2 separate regions of the Gossypium hirsutum genome follow, and region 1 is linked to region 2. A link is a contact called in public Hi-C data. All regions are on one chromosome and are shown on one strand. Each heading gives the region's core, a stretch centred on a gene start, on an enhancer-like site or on the middle of the called end of the contact. The rest is flanking DNA. Distances are from core to core; before and after follow the strand shown. Region 1 has its middle 4.6 kb from the start of LOC107932034. Region 2 overlaps LOC107932061 (a long non-coding RNA gene).

The links. Hi-C and Micro-C count contacts between places; a contact is called where the count stands out from the background.
Region 1: a Hi-C map of leaf shows a contact between it and region 2, with 2.3 times the contacts expected there. The contact joins two enhancer-like sites. A contact is called at or near these places in 10 of 34 Hi-C or Micro-C datasets (anther, fibers and leaf).

Annotation. Positions count from the first base shown.
Region 1 is chrD13:60,576,903-60,579,602 of Gossypium_hirsutum_v2.1, reverse strand. No RefSeq gene overlaps it. Among protein-coding and RNA genes, the nearest start is that of LOC107932034, 4.6 kb to the left of the region's middle. Within about 2 kb of position 1,267, at least 1 of the 9 cell types and tissues checked has an H3K27ac peak or open chromatin away from gene starts, as enhancers often do. A contact at or near this core is called in leaf, where this site is marked.
Region 2 is chrD13:60,532,334-60,535,177 of Gossypium_hirsutum_v2.1, reverse strand. LOC107932061 (a long non-coding RNA gene) reads left to right here. Exons shown (of 5, transcript XR_001693331.2): 5 at 1-1,720. Among protein-coding and RNA genes, the nearest start is that of LOC107932061, 4.2 kb to the left of the region's middle. Within about 2 kb of position 1,412, at least 7 of the 9 cell types and tissues checked have an H3K27ac peak or open chromatin away from gene starts, as enhancers often do. A contact at or near this core is called in leaf, where this site is marked.

The sequences.
Region 1 (2,700 bases), core at 18-2,517, 45 kb before region 2:
ACTTTTCCATTGTAGAACTAATTTTTTGAATTAAAAGTGATTTTTCATCCTAAAAGAAACTTTTAGTTGGTAGATATTGGATTAATATAATTATTTATACATATTTTAAAAAATAAATATAAAAAATTATTTTCATATTAGATTAATAAAATTATTTGTGTATGAAACATATAAACTTAAAATGATTAATCAATTAAAATAATTACATAATTGTTTATGTTGTAGTTTATAATTATGTGGTGTTGATGTATGGTCTAGCTTAAATAAACCTTGTTGAAGTGAGTTTTTTCTGTTAGAATTAAATGTCTTTCGTTTTTAATGTTGTCAGTAAGTTAAATATTAGGCATTGAGTTATAAGGTTATTTATTGGTTGGGGAAGTAATTTTAAACGAATTGCCTCTTAGTTACTGAACAAGCAATGAGAGATTGGTTGCTCGGCATTGAATTAGTAACTAGAACTAATTTATTAAAGACATTGAAGATCTCCTTGCTTCGATGATCGAATCTATGAATCAAACAAAGATTTTACCTTTGGCTAAAGTTTTTCCCTTTGAATTTTCAAAATTCCTAATTTTACTTTACTTGTTTCTTTTACTGTAAAATTATTATTGTGGATATGACCCTACTAGCCGTTATTTGCTAATATTATATTTTCAAGTAGATTTAATTTTTGTAGGTCTCGACAATCTAACACTCTTCAAATGGTCTAAGATACGCTCATTAGCCTTCAAAGATTTTAAATTATATCGAGTTTATGCAAATATAGCAAAAGTTTTTATAAAAATTGAGTTGAAAATTTTATCATATATTTAGAACATACCTTAAAGTGACCATTCTTTTCTAGAAAACTTATTTTTTTCTAGAAGAGATTGGGAAGATTTTTAGTGGAAAGAGAATGGGACGAGATATATATAAGAGAGAAAGTTGACTCTCATGATTGCTTTCTTTGTATTAAATGGGTTAATCAAGCCAACGGACAAATAAATTTCATAATCAGACACTATAACCTGAAACTCGACAGTCACTGAAATTGATAAATTTTTTTTCTTTTTGCATGTAGGACACACTCTTATATGCAACACCCATGAGTATCAAAGCATGTTAAAAGAATAACTTCTAAATAAAAAATAATTTTAAAAAATCACAATAATCAAGTCAAAATCACATAATCTAGTTAGTACAGATAAGTTCTCAGAATATGTGTACATACATATGAAGTAAATATAGTATGCCTTGAGGCTTAGGCCCATAAAAGGTTCTATGTGGGCGTTATAGTTGGTTAGTCTCGGGCTTTCCCAGCCTATAAGACACCAAGGACTAGACGTAAAAAGACCCTTATTAAGAGTTTCAAAATGCCTTTTTTTTTCTTTCTTTTACAAGTTCGTTTTACTGTTTATATTTGGAATTTATAACTACTATTTTTAATAATATTGTCTTTAGGGATCAAACCTACGTTCTCTTTTCGAGAGTGTAATGTGCCTTACCATTGTACACAACCACTTGTTGGTACTCCTTTTTCATTTTTGTTTTCTTGTTTGTTTCAATTATTTCAGTAAAAAGACCTCTCTGATCCCTCTTTATTCCGAATATACCCATAAAAGTTGTCATGTTAGCTTTATGTCACCTTTTAATAGCTAGTGACTAAAAAAGACAAAATCAAACAATTAGTTGATCATTTTGTATGTTTTTTTATAATTGGATGACCAAAATGAAACTTACCAATAATTGGATGACTACAAATATAGTTTACCCAAACAATAAATCAATCCAACTCAAAATTAGGAAAACAAATCTGCACTCGACCCAAAACAAGTCGAACAAATTCGACCTACAAACAGGTCTAATATTTTGAACATTAATCTCATTATATGTTATTATCATATTTGCTCTTTTTGATACAATGTTTAGAACTAGACATAGCCCTTCCTGAACCCTTAAATAGGAGGATAATGAGCTTCAACGCACTCGAACCCATAATCTCCTACACTAACAACAATACTAATATCAATCGAGTTAAAATACAATCCGCAACATCTCTAATATTTTGTATTAAAAAGAATGGGTTAAAATGCTCCATATATTAATTAATGTGGATAGATGGACCGTCATGTTATCTTTCATTCCAAAGATCATGTAGATATGGAATCATGAGTGGTTGGGCTGTATATGTAATGCATTGCGTCGTTTACTCCCATTGATGATCTCATTTAGAATTCTTGTCCTGCTCATCCGTACTCTGCAATTCAAAGAATATATATATTCATAAACATTAAAAAAACATATGTAAATATTTTGAAATTTATATAATAAAAATTATTAGTATCAATATATATAAATATTATTTTATAGGGAAGGGACCCGTTTATATCTGTTCAACTATTGAATTTATCGATATAATTGTACTTGTCGTGCATGCAAATTTTTAAACCGATCCGATATCTCCCTCGTATCAATCTAAAATGTTATATATAAATCATTATTAAACAGTTGAATTGTTAAAATTCTAATCGTATAAAGAGTTACGAAAGGGATCCCTCCTTTACTTTATAATATATATGATTATAGTACGATAAAATATACGAAAACGATACGATATCGTAAGATATAGTTGGTATTTATTTAATTCCAAGATTCCCTAAGATCAATAGACTTGAAAACGATGTCATGTGTAAGATTTCTTTAGTAAATGGAAGTTGTTCC
Region 2 (2,844 bases), core at 163-2,662:
CCATTAATTTGTATAGAACATTACACAAACTAAAGGGTCTGAAATATGATATATCCATAGGATTTGAAATTTTTGGGATTAAAAAGATATTTGTTTTATTAATTTGATCAGTCTACATTCCTTCATTCAGACGATTGAGACAAAAGATAGCTACTTCTCCAATAATCCCCAAACATTTCTGATAAAATAACGCGGGAAATCCATCTTCCCCAGGTTCCTTAGTGGGCCCTAATTCTGACAAAGCCTGCTGAATTTATTCCTTCGTGTATCTCTCCATAAGCATTGCATTATATTCTTTCGATATACATCGAGGAACTCACGACAAAACGTACTCAAATTTTGCCTTGCTGCTTGCGTAGAAAAGTTTTTGGAAATACATTCTGGCAATCATTTCCATTTCTTGTAATTTGTCCGTTTCATCTTGCATTTTACGAATCAAATTTCTTTGTCTCTTCTGTGTGGCTTGTTCGTGGAAGAAAGCTGTGTTTTTATCCCCTAATCTTAACCAGTTGACTCTTGTTCTTTGTCTCTTCGAATTTGTCTTGACCATTGCTCCAGCCCCATTTTCGTACTGTTTAGCTTGCATAAGAGATCTCCCTCAGATTGTTCCCAGATGTTTTTGACCTCATTAAAAAACGAATCCTCTAATACCCACCATGCTTAAAACTTGAATTCTTTTTGTGTTCGCTCACTGCTTTCCTTTTTGATATGAACCAATAAGGGACAATGATCAGAAAACGTATGTGGAAGATGCTGAATCTGGAATTCTGGAAAAATTCGTAACCATTCATCAGTTGCAATCTCTCTAACTGCTCGACTATTATTTTCAGGAAAATTTCCCCGTTCCCAGGTAAACCAGTTTCCATAAAACCCAATATCCGATAAATTGCATTCCTCCAATGTCTTACGAAAAGCTTCCATTCGCCATTCTTCTCGCGGTAAACCCTTTTTTTTTCAAAATTGTACAGAATTTCATTGAAATCGCCACATACCATCCACGACAAATCCCCAATAGTGCTATAAATTGGGCTTAAAACCCCCAAAATAGGAACCCCCATTCATCAAAAAAATTTCAAAAAAAATGAGAGAAAAAAAGAGATTTGAAAAAGAAATAAAGAAAAGATGGAGCTTTTTTTCAGAAAATAGGAGAAGAGGAGGGCTTCATCGTGCGCCCACTGCACCAGACTGGGTGAAGACCACTGCACCAGACTGGGGGAAGCGCTGTCGGGGGCTGAATGAAGGAGAAGAAAAAGAAAGAATGAAAGAAGAAAAGGGAAAAAAAAAAGAAAAAGAAAATGAATTTTTTTAACAGTCAGGTCGCCCCTTCCCGCGACCCGACAGCACCAGCAGGCCACAGCAGCAGCCCAGCAACTTAGCAGGCCAGAGAGCAGCCCAAAAACAAAAACACAAAAGAAAGAGAAACAAAACAAGGCCCAAAGCAAAAAAACTCCCAACAAGGCCCAGCAAGCTAGCAGGCCAGCCCGAACGATCCAGCCCAGGAGGCAGCGCAACGGGCCGGCCCAGCAGAGAGAAAAAAAAGGAGAAAAAAAAGAAGAAAAAAGAGAAGGAAAAAAAAAAGAAAAAAAGGGTTCAATTTGTGTAAACCATTCGGCCAAGCTCGTGTTTTGGATTTTTTTTCGGGAATTTCATTTATTTCACTTTTAATTTAATGCTTGTATTTTTATGCTATTTCGTTTTAATATTTTTAGTACTTTATGAATTTTTATATTTTTGTATTTATCGTTTTAATTTAATTTAATTTAATTTCAATTTAATTTTATTTAAATTATTTTAATAAATAAGGCAACGAATCAATTTAACATTAAACAGTTGATTTCATCGTTATGTTGGGTGAATATCACCGGTTTGCGTTAAACACGATACGCCCTTTTAAAAAAACGAAAAAAATTCAAAAAAATTTAAAAAAAATTTATGTTTTCAAAAAAATTTCCCGTATTTTCAAAAAATTCAATTTTTCAAATTTTTCATGTTTTCAAAAAAAAATTCCTGTGTTTCAAAAATCTTCGTGTCTTCAAAAATTCCGATGTTTTCAAAAATTTTCATGTTTTAAAAAAATTATCGTGTTTTCAAAAATTTTCGTATTTCAAAAATCCTCGTGTTTTCTAAAATTCTGGTGTTTTAAAAAATTTCGTGTTTTCAAAAAATTTCGATGATAAAAATTTTTTCGTATTTTCTAAAAACTTCCGTGTTCCAAAAATTTGCGTGTTTTCAAAAATTTTCGTGTTTTCAACAATTCTCGTGTTTCACAAATTTTCACATTTAAAAAAATCGCGTTTTCAAAAAATTTCTCGTGTCTCAAAATCGTCGCGTCTTCAAAAATTTTCGTGTTTTTAATAATTTTTGTGTCTCTAAAATTCTCGTGTTTTAAAAATTTTTCGTGTTTTCAAAAAAAAATAATTGTTTCAAAAATATTCGTGTTTCAAAAAAAATTTACCGTATTTTGATCGGATTGCGATTAACTATTAAATTGAACTTGTATTTTTGAAAATTAAGACAACGTGCGTTTAACGATATACCAATTTTGGGCGTCGCGAGGGTGTTAATACCTTCCTCGCGCGTAACCGACTCCCGAACTCTAATTTTCTCTGGATTTTCACGTAGACCTAAAATTACCTCTTTTGTAGAAAAATTTAAAAATAAATTTTTCTTCAAAAAAAGAGAATTTATTAGGTGTCCGATCACACCTAGAAAAAAGATCGGTGGCGACTCTTTTTTTTTCAAATAAAATCGAGACACTGTTTTCAAATTTTCAATAATTACTTCGACTAGCGCCCGTGCCCAAATTTTTAGGTCGCTACAGCTGGCGACTCCACTAGGGACATC